Linked DNA regions of Mus musculus: region 2 is linked to region 1. A link is a contact called in public Hi-C data. All regions are on one chromosome and are shown on one strand. The core of a region is the stretch at or near the end of the contact, and the rest is flanking DNA. Distances in the headings are between cores, read along the strand shown.

Region 1 (5,205 bases), core at 1,349-3,848:
CCACATCTTGCCATACTAAATCTGCTCTCATGAATGTGTTATGGTGCTAACTCATCTTTTAGACAATTGAATCCCACACTCAATAGTATTTGCAGACAGAAGTAATTTTCTTACACCAGTTGATGACAGAACTTTGCCCCCCCCCCCCGCCCCCTGCCAAATATCATGGCAGTGGGCCTGACACTTGACAACCAACAGAGGTCAACTGGGAAAGTGAAATGCTGCTCAAGATGCTTCAGAACATTGTAGAGTTTTGGCCACTGTGGAGGCCTGAGGTAGCCAGGATCAGGCTTAAATGAGTTAAAGTTCTTCCTGTGCCATCTTTAAATCCAGGATTGTTCTTCACACATTTGCCTTAAATCAAGGAATGTAAAAAATAAGTCTTGGGTGCTTTCTGGAAAACGAAGCCGGAAGTCTTAATCCTAGCAAGGTTAAGACTCTCCAGCAAGTGGGGCTGGAGAGATGGCTCAGCAGATAAGAGCACCAACTGCTCTTCCAGAGGTCCTGTGTTCAATTCACAGAAACCACTTGGTGGCTCACAACCATCTGTAAGGAGATCTGATGCTCTCTTCTCGTGTGTCTGAAGACAGTGACAGCATACTCATACACATATAATAAATAAATCTTAAAAAAAAAAAAAACATCTCCAGCAAGTTCAAGGCTTGGTTTGGGTACACAGTATGTTTTCGTGAGACCCCGTCTATAGATAGATAGATAGATAGATAGATAGATAGATAGATAGATAGATAGATACATACATACATACATACACACATTACATACATACATACATACATATATACATACATAGGTAGGTAGATAGATAGATACATGCATACATATATACATACATAGATACATAGATATATAGATACATACATAGACAGATATAGATAGATACAAGCATACATATGTACATAGATACATAGATATATAGATACATGCATACATAGATACATATATATATACATAGATATATAGATACATACATAGATACATTATAGATTTATAGATACATACATAGATACATACATAGATAATCTTTTTTCATTCCAGATTCCCATTAGTTTAAGGAAAATTATACATTGAGTTTCTGCTGAGCACCAGTCACTGGCTCAAGGCTTTCCAGCTTTTCCACTCCTCAGAGCACCCTAATGGAGTGGGCAGCATTCCTGTTTCAAAGACACAGAAACTGGGGAGGTTGAATTTGAGGACTACCCTGGAGTTAGTCTCTCTCTGAAGTAAAGCCTGCATGTTCCAAACAGCTCTAACTCTGTCTCAAGATGTGCTTGTTAGAAAAAGCAGAATTCTGCACACGAGGTTGCTTTTCCACAAAATGATCGAGAGCAGTCTGCTCATCAGTGTCTGTAGAGAGTTGGGACAAGTGCCTCTCTGCCTTCAGTGTGAGGTATGATTGATCATCTGGGGGATTGTGAAAATGGATTGTTGAGCTCTCGTTCTCAAATTCAACATATAGATTTCTTTTTTTAAAAAATGTGCATGTGTGTGTTTGGGTGTATGTGCTTGTGAGTACAGTTGTCTGTGGTTGTGAGGCCAGCCAATGCCTATGTTGGGAACCAAACTACTGTCCTGGGGGCAGGAAACAGTTGCTGAGCCACCACTCCGTTTGCTTCTGGCTGAATATCTCACATTATGTCCTCGCTGATGCCTCTTTCCAAAGCACAGTCAGGATCAGTTAGATCTAGGTTGGAATTACAGACTCAAGGGCTAATTTTTGTTCCTGGCCTCTAGCAATAGAATCAAATCTCAGGGGCCAGGAACCAGCCTTCTGGGTCTATGTGGGGTGTTAGTTTGGTTTGTTAACAGTCCCACTCTGTAGCTCAGGCTGGCTGAGAAATCACTTATGTAACCCAGGTTGCTCCTGAACTCTCTCATAGACCCTCCTTTCTTAGCTTCTAGAGTGCTAGGATTAGAGATGTAAGACTCCCAACCTGGCGAGAGTCTTTTAAATAACTACCTGGCTGTTCTGCTCAACGAAGTGTGAATACTGTCATCCAATGGGCCTTTAAATTATTCTTTATCTCACATACAGCCTCATTTTTTAAATGATGCCTCATTCTGAGTGACAGCCATACTGCAGAACCATTTACAACTGACCATTAGCTGCTGTTGTGACCTGCCTCTGTGTTTAAAATGTCCACAAGGGATCTCTCAGCCCACACTTCATAAATAAAAACCAAGCGGGGGAAATGGAACTATTTATTCATTGATTGGTTTTTGAAAAGTCCTCCAGTTATAGCTTTTCCAGTTCATCAAGGGGAAAGAAGCTTCACTGATGATGAGTGGTTGTTTCATTCCACCCCAACAGAGTGAAATCAGGAGAGTGACGCCATTTCCCGAAAGCCACGCCCCTTCCTCTGTACCCCTCCCTCTTTTACCCTCTGCTGCTTTGGTTCCTTGGCCCTAGGAATCGGGAGTTGGGGGGGGGGGGGGAGCTACAGGCTGAAACTGGTGCCCTGCACTTGCAGCAGGGAGGCTGGAGCACTTCAGCTTCCACAGAGGTGGAGAGGTCACACAAAGCAACGTTCAAAGGCTGAGGGCCGGAAGCCAGCCTCATGCTGGGAGGTGCCCAGAAAGATGCAGGTGCTTCCCTCTTTGCGCCTGAGCAGCGGACTCTGAGGGACGCCAGCTGGAGGGGACAAGGAAGGGCATTTATAGTTTCCTTTGCCGCTGGCTCCTTCAAGCACCTCACACGGCACCAGGAGACGAGATGAGAGAGGGGTTGACACAGCTTGAAGAGTTCAGATATCAGTGGCCTGACCTGAAAGCACAATGGGGTTCGATGCGATCTTGCAGACAAGAGTCTTTGTCCTTGTATGGCTCAACTCTGCTGTTTTCCCAAGAGAACCTGTGCTGCTGCACTTGAAAACAATATGGAAAGATTTAGAAACTCCTTCAGCCCTGACCAGATATTCTCAAACTAGTTAGCCCCACCATCCAGGCGTCTGAGATGAACCTGTGCAGCAGAAACAAGGGCCCCTTTCTCCTCTCTGCTTTGGATCATGGGTCTCAAGCTCGACCAGTACAGTCGTCATTGTGGCTCCCTTGTACCGTGATCCCATCCAACCCGCAGGAAACGCACACCTTACAGGGCAGGCTGTACAATTGCTGGCTTAGTGGGAGCTGTCGTCATGTCCCAGCTCTCGTCTAATAGCTCAGGACCGTGAGTTTCCTGACCGTTTTTACATGGCCGTACTGTGTGCATAGCATAGCTCATCCACACCAAGTTCCTAGGTGAAACTCTTAAGTCTCCAGGGGGAAACCTACGTTTGGAAGGGTTTCGCTTGCTAGCTGGCAGCAAGCCTGAGATCAAAACTTGTTATTCAGAGTCAGAAGTAAAATTCCCGTGAGAGGCACAATCCACCCTATTGTTCTGCCTGGGGTCCTTGTGTCTCCTGTTGCCACGGTCTGCTAAGGCAGCCTCCAGGCTGATGGGACATTTTGTCTGTGGGCTTCCTCAGGATGGGTGGGTGTGATTCCCAAAGACACCTCCCTAAAAATAGAAGAGATTGCATATTTCATTTTACCCCCCCCCCTCTCCTTTTCTCCCCGTGCCAAAGTAGGCACAATAAGGGCACACAGGTAGGGTAACGGTAGAACCAGATCAGCAAAGACATTAATTGCCAGTTTTCACTGGGCCCTGCCCAGCCATGACTCACAGTGCGGAGAATGAGATAGGTGAATGAAATCACGAGTAAAAGGAGGATGTGACTACTCCTAAAGTATGGGGATATTTATTGTAGATAAAAGGGAGAAAGCAGGCAGAGGGAAGAAGAGTCCAGGCTGAACACGGCCAAGGGACCAAACCAGACGACGAGAAGAAAGGCAGAAAGGGAGAGAAAGAGAGTGGACCTGGACCTCAGTAAGAGGTGGCCCGGCCCAGGCCAAAATAGTTGAGTTATGTAGGTATCAGGCTGGGGCAAGGGAAACAGAAGCCCAGGCCCTGGGAGGGAGAGGTTTAGGGTAGGAAGTGGGGTGAGAAGTGTTGGGAGGAGCCACAAGTACCAAAGATACTGGGAAAGCTTGAATGTAAATAAATTATTCTTATTATAAATGTAAATGGTGAATTAATCTGGGGGCTGTATTTATTCACCTCATGCTAATCCCCAGTAACGTCCCAGGGGAAACAAGATTTATTTAAAATAAATAAATTTTATTTACCGTATTATCTGAGCAGTCAAATGATGTGCCTTAAATGTCTACCAATCTGGCTACCTCCCAGCCCCTTCCCACAATACCTGTATATTATTATTGATTTGCTTCTCTTGGACCCCTGTAAGACTCCGGGGAGCCTTAGCTTACCAGGGCCCAACCTGTGGTCTGAGAAATGCTAAGTAGCCCCTCCCTTCTGGATGGGTGAGTGTTTCATGACCTTCCCAAAGTTCTTGAGCTGACCTTTTCACCCCTTCTTCATGGCTCCAATTCCTCCATCTTTCTCACCCATCTGAATCTCCCTCTTTCCTTCCTCTTGCTAGTGGAACATCCCACTCTATTCTCTCTTCTGCCCACCCATTGGGTGGTCAGCATTTATTGATGAGGAAAAGAATAAGTGGTAAGAACAGTTTATACAAACTTGAGACAGGAGATTCTTTTTGTGTGTGTGTGCCTTTTTTTTTAAATTGGATATTTTCTTTATTTACATTTCAAAGGTTATCCCCTTCCCCAGTTTCCTCCCTCCTGGAAACCCCCATCCCATCCTCCCTTCCACCTACCCACCCACTCCCACCCCCCTGTCATCATTCCCTTATACTGGGGCATCTTTCGAGCCTTCATAGGATCAAGGACCTTTCCTCCCATTGATGCCTGACAAGGGCATCCTCTGCTACATATGCAGCTGGAACCATGTGTACTCTTGGGTTGATGGCTTAGTCTCTGAGAGCTCTAGGAGGTCTGGTTGGTTGATAGAGAGACAGGAGATTCTTGATATAAGCATTACAGTGCCAAGTCTGGATTGAAACTAGATATGATGGCAGAGAAATCAGCATTTGAATAACGCAAGGGTAAACTTTATAGTGTACAAAACAGGCCTTCGCTGGGAGGGACTACAGGTACTGAGGGATGCTGGGAGAGTTGAGAGGGGCCACAAGTACTGTGTTATATTGGAAGAGCTTGGAGGGGCTACAGGTAGTGAGACATGCTGGAAGAGCTGGCCATCGTGTTTGGTATGTTAATAGAAATCTCAGT
Region 2 (4,689 bases), core at 198-2,697, 110 kb after region 1:
CCAAAGAAACAGTCTTCCATACACAACAGGCTGATGCACATAGTAATGTTCAGGGACTGTGGCAACAAGCACAAGACCCACCCAAGTTCAAACCAGACAAAATTCCACCACTGAGAAAGCAGGAGTAGACACAAGGTCTTACCCCTTACCCAGAAGCCACTTGTATATGATAACTAATGAGAAAGGAGAAATCAGTTTTTTCTGTTTTTGTTTTATCTATCTATCTATCTATCTATCTATCTATTTATTTATTTATTTATTTATTTATTTTTCGAGACAGGGTTTCTCTGTGTAGCCCTGGCTGTCCTGGAACTCACTTTGTAGACCAGGCTGGCCTCGAACTCAGAAATCCACCTGACTCTGCCTCCTGAGGGCTGGGATTAAAGGCGTGTGCCACCATGCAGGAAACAGTTTTTTCTGAGGTGATACTATGTATCAATCACACCTGAGAAAGGGCCCCATGCCCAGGAGTTGCTGGTCACAAGTAACAGATCCCATGCAGTTGGTCAGCATGGAACAGTCCCTATGCTTTTCATTCTGCTTTGCCATTTTTCTCTTATTGTATTCTTTTGTCCATTTGCTTGTTTTGAGTTTTGTTTTTGTGGTTGTTGTTTTCTGAAAAAGAGAAAGGGAAGGGAGAATATAAAGTTGTATAAGCAGGGAGGTGGGGAGGATCTGGGGAAAGGGAAAGAATATGATCAAAATATATATTGTATAAACATTTTTGAAGGGCCTGGAGAGATGGCTCAGTGTTTAAGAACACTTATTCTTACAGTGGACCCAGTAATCCACTTCATGTGGCTCACAATCATCTGTAATTCCTGTCCCAGGGGATCTGGTATCCTGTCTGATGTCTGTGGACACTAGGCACACATGTGGTACACAGACATGTTTGAGCAAAACACTCGTGCACATAAAGTCTAAAGAAAAAAAAATCTAAACAATTTAAAAATTAAAAGAATCCAGTGCTTATGATTAATTTTTTTTAAAGAGGTGCTTTGCATATCCAAGAGTAAGTAGTGAATGCCCACCTGAGGCTTGGACGTTTAGATTCCACTGGAAAAGACTCTGACATTGTGCCATTGTATCATCAGTGACGAGTAGCTACCTTTCATGCCTCTCTCATAACTCTCCATTTTGGAGCTGAGACAGGACTTGATTGTGTACCAATGAAATTATATTTACACATGAGGAACCTAAGAAGCCAGTCATTAATATTGAACTTTTCAGTATTTACTTCCTGAATTGTTTGACTCCGCAGAGCAGTGACGGGAAAGAGTAGCCGGGTGCCTCAGCAGATTGTCCCCTGAGCAGACATTCTGGGCATGGCAGTTATTAGAACAGGAACTTCGGCAGAACCCGGTTTGTGTCTTCACTCATGGCCAGCCACTTGGAAAAGGGAAGGTTGCCTCGTGTCTTCCTGGACTGTGGTTTGAGCGTCCACCAGTTTCCTCCTGTCTCCTTCCTCTCCTGGCTGACTTCTTCCACTGTTGTCTCTCAGCTGTGCTTATGTCTGCTTAGGGCAGGCATGGTCACTGACCACACAGTCGGGAGGGCGGCAAATAATCGCAACTTCCTAGAAGCGTCTTCTGCCTTGTCTTACTATTCTTCTCTCTTCCGTGAATACATCAGAGTCCTTAAGTTTGGATTTCCTCCTGACTAGAGACATGTTCCTTATGTGTTTATCCTTTCTATATAAAAAGCACGGTTTTAATTTATGAACATTCCTTCATAGGGTTAGAAAATGGTAAGAGTGGAAATTTTATCTTTTTAAAAATAATCTATAATTTTTAAACGTATGTGCCTGCATGGGTACACAATGCATGTGTAGATGCCAGTGAAGGACAGAGAGCGTTGGAAACCCTGGAACTGGAGTTCCATGCTGCCCTGTGAGCTGCCTCATGTGGGTGTTGGAAACTGAACTCAGGTCTTCTGCAAGATCAATGAGTGTTCTCAATGCCTTAATCACTTCTCCAGTCCCTGGAGAGTTTGTCTTATTTTGTACATTTTTCTTCTTGAATAGTTTCTTTTATTAAAGAAGTTAGAAAGAAACAAAAATCTACCATGTAGCCTGTCACAAAAAATTCCATTAGCATTTTGCTATATTCCTTCCTACTTTTATTCTCTACCAAGGTCATTGTTGCCCAAGTCGATCTCAGAACTCCTGAGCTCAGGTGATCCTGCCCTGCTCCATGAACAGTTGAGCTACATTACACGGTCCTTTCAGTTTCACAAATGTCCCTGTACATTCAAGGTCCTTTAAATGTTTATAATGGCTGCATGGCATTTTCTCGTGCTCTGGATTAGGCAGGAAGGGAGGAGGAGCTGGAGGAGCGAGTGCTTTGGAGTCACCAGGAGTCAGCATAAGTTAGCAAAGGGCTCTCCCTGTGTACTGTGCACATTGTATTGGCTGATTCTTCACCCTCTGCTACTGGGTTGTAGGGTACTTTGTTAACTTTAGAACTTCTGTCATTGATAACATGACTGAGAGAGGCCTCCTTTGAAAAGTGTGGATTACGCTAGTTGACCTGAATAGAGTCAGAGAAGAAATGAAGCTTGTTTCCTAATTTAACCCAAATAGAAAGGAGTGCAGCTGCAGATGCTCAGATGGTAGTGTCCTTGTAAGTGAAAGCCTGGAGCTCTAAAAACAGCCCTTTATGCAGTGCCTCTTACTGCAGTTGTGCTTTCAGAGAAGGGTAAGCACATGCACAGTTGCTATTGGATCACATGCCAGGGGTGTGTGCGTGTGCATGTGTGTGTGCCTGTGTGTGCACATGTGCTCAAGAGTGTGCATGTGTGTGTGCGTGCATGCATGTGCCTGTGTGTGCACGTGTGTGTGCCTGTGTATGCGCACGTGCTCAAGAGTGTGCATGCATGTGTGTGAGTATGCCTCTGTGTGCACACATGCTCAAGAGTGTGCATGTGTATGTGCATACATGTGTGTACACATGTGCCTATGTGTGCACATGTGCTCAAGAGTATGCATGTAGGTGCATACATGCATGTGCACACATGTGTGTACCTGTGTGTGCACATGTTCTTAAGAGTGTGCATGTGTGTGTGCATGCATGATGTACATGTGTGTGCACATGTGCCTTGTGTGCACACATGTGTGTGCCTGTGTGTGCACACGTGCTCAAGAGTATGCATGCATGTATGTATGCATGTGTGTGTGAGTATGCCTGTGTGTGTACACATGTGCCTGTGTGTGCACATGTGTTTGCCTGTGTGTGTACACATGCTCAAGAGTGTGCATGTGTGTGTGCATGCATACGTGTGCATGTGTGTGTGAGTGTGCCTGAATGTGCACTTGTGTGTCCATGTGCATGTGTGTGTGCATGTTTGTGTACATGTTCGTATGTGCCTTTGTGTGTGAGTATGTGCATGCATGCATGCAGGTGTGTGTGTGCCTGTGTATGTGTGTTGGAATAAGAATGTGGCTTTCTCATTAAATGTTGGGGGAAAGTAAGGAGAGGAGGTGAAGTGTGTGCAGAAGTCAGAAGGTACATACAGATTTTTCAGCCTGGGGAGCTGAATCAGTCTTGCTGTTCCCTGTAGCTCTTCTTGGCTGTATATAGGCTGCTCTGTTTGGGTACCTGCTTAGCTTCATAGTCAGGAATATAGGAGGCAAGGTCCTATGTGAACCTGACTTGTGTGCTGCTGCCAAGTCATTGGGTAGCAGGTTGGAGGAGAGGCTTTGTGGGGGGCAAGTAGAAGAGTGCAGTTGTCTAATAGTGGCGACTCAACATCTAGACATCTTTTAAATGAGCTGCTTTCCATTAGTACTGGTGAATGTGTTTTGAGATGGTAAATGATAGATATGTTTGTGAATGTTGAATTAAACATGTTTGTTTAGTATAGAAATTCTCTGACAACTTCCATATGCTTATGTTCAGTCTTTATTTTTACTCAAGTAAGCAACATCTTCTACTTGATTTTGCCCATGTAATCCTTGCTAAGAGGACCTTTGTTGGGGTCAGGAGGGGTTTGAATTAGAAATGCTTGCCGCAAGAAGTAGGGTTAGTATCCAGGTGGTACGGGCCAGCCTTCCTAGACTTCACTGTGGTGTGAGTCACCTGGGATCTGGTTCCTTCATCCATGGAAGGAGTGTATCTGGCCTGGTAGAGATGGAGAAACACTGAGGTGAGGCCGGTGCTGCTGGTCCCCAGACCATATGTGGACTGTCATTTGGAGATGGGAGGAGATGGCTGATGGAAGGTGGCATTTGCCAGGTGGGTTCTGTAGCATCCCAGGAATCCAGTGGGAGGTTCGTAGTGAAGGAAGAAGAACAGAATGGTAGGTGGCTGATGCTTGCCCATTTCTCTATAAGGGGAATTTCTGGGGGAATCCAGAACACTAGAGATCACCTTGAACATCAAGAACATGATCTGTGCTGCAGCAGATCTTTGTGTTACAGTAGAAGGTTGCAGAGAGGAGAGACAGTATAACCAAAGACTATGACGAGCCTGTTGTGGTGGCTTATTCCTGTACTTACAGCACTGAGACAGAATCTCAAGTTGAAGACTAGGCTGAACTACATAGTGAGTTCAGAGCTAGCCATGGATAGTGAACCCCTGTCTGAGGAAAAAAAAATAGAGAGGGATTTAGTAAAGAAAATAGTAGATGTGTAAATAGAAGACATAACATAGGAAGCAGGCTTAGAGGACATGATTTGGTGAAAGTAGACTC

The links. Hi-C and Micro-C count contacts between places; a contact is called where the count stands out from the background.
Region 2: a contact with region 1 is called in a Hi-C map of pro-B cells, with 2.1 times the contacts expected there. The contact joins two enhancer-like sites. A contact is called at or near these places in 2 of 39 promoter capture datasets (the C10 cell line and hippocampal neurons), 6 of 484 Hi-C or Micro-C datasets (bone marrow-derived macrophages, differentiating embryonic stem cells, double positive thymocytes and 3 more) and 7 of 115 datasets of contacts at active chromatin or transcription factors (cardiomyocytes, embryonic stem cells, extraembryonic endoderm stem cells and 3 more).

Annotation. Positions count from the first base shown.
Region 1 is chr12:117,444,918-117,450,122 of GRCm38.p6, forward strand. No RefSeq gene overlaps it. Among named protein-coding and RNA genes, the nearest start is that of Gm31482, 19 kb to the right of the region's middle. Within about 2 kb of position 2,599, at least 123 of the 459 cell types and tissues checked have an H3K27ac peak or open chromatin away from gene starts, as enhancers often do. A contact at or near this core is called in pro-B cells, where this site is marked.
Region 2 is chr12:117,559,239-117,563,927 of GRCm38.p6, forward strand. The region is part of intron 1 of Rapgef5 (Rap guanine nucleotide exchange factor (GEF) 5); the gene reads left to right. Among named protein-coding and RNA genes, the nearest start is that of Rapgef5, 28 kb to the left of the region's middle. Within about 2 kb of position 1,448, at least 67 of the 459 cell types and tissues checked have an H3K27ac peak or open chromatin away from gene starts, as enhancers often do. A contact at or near this core is called in pro-B cells, where this site is marked.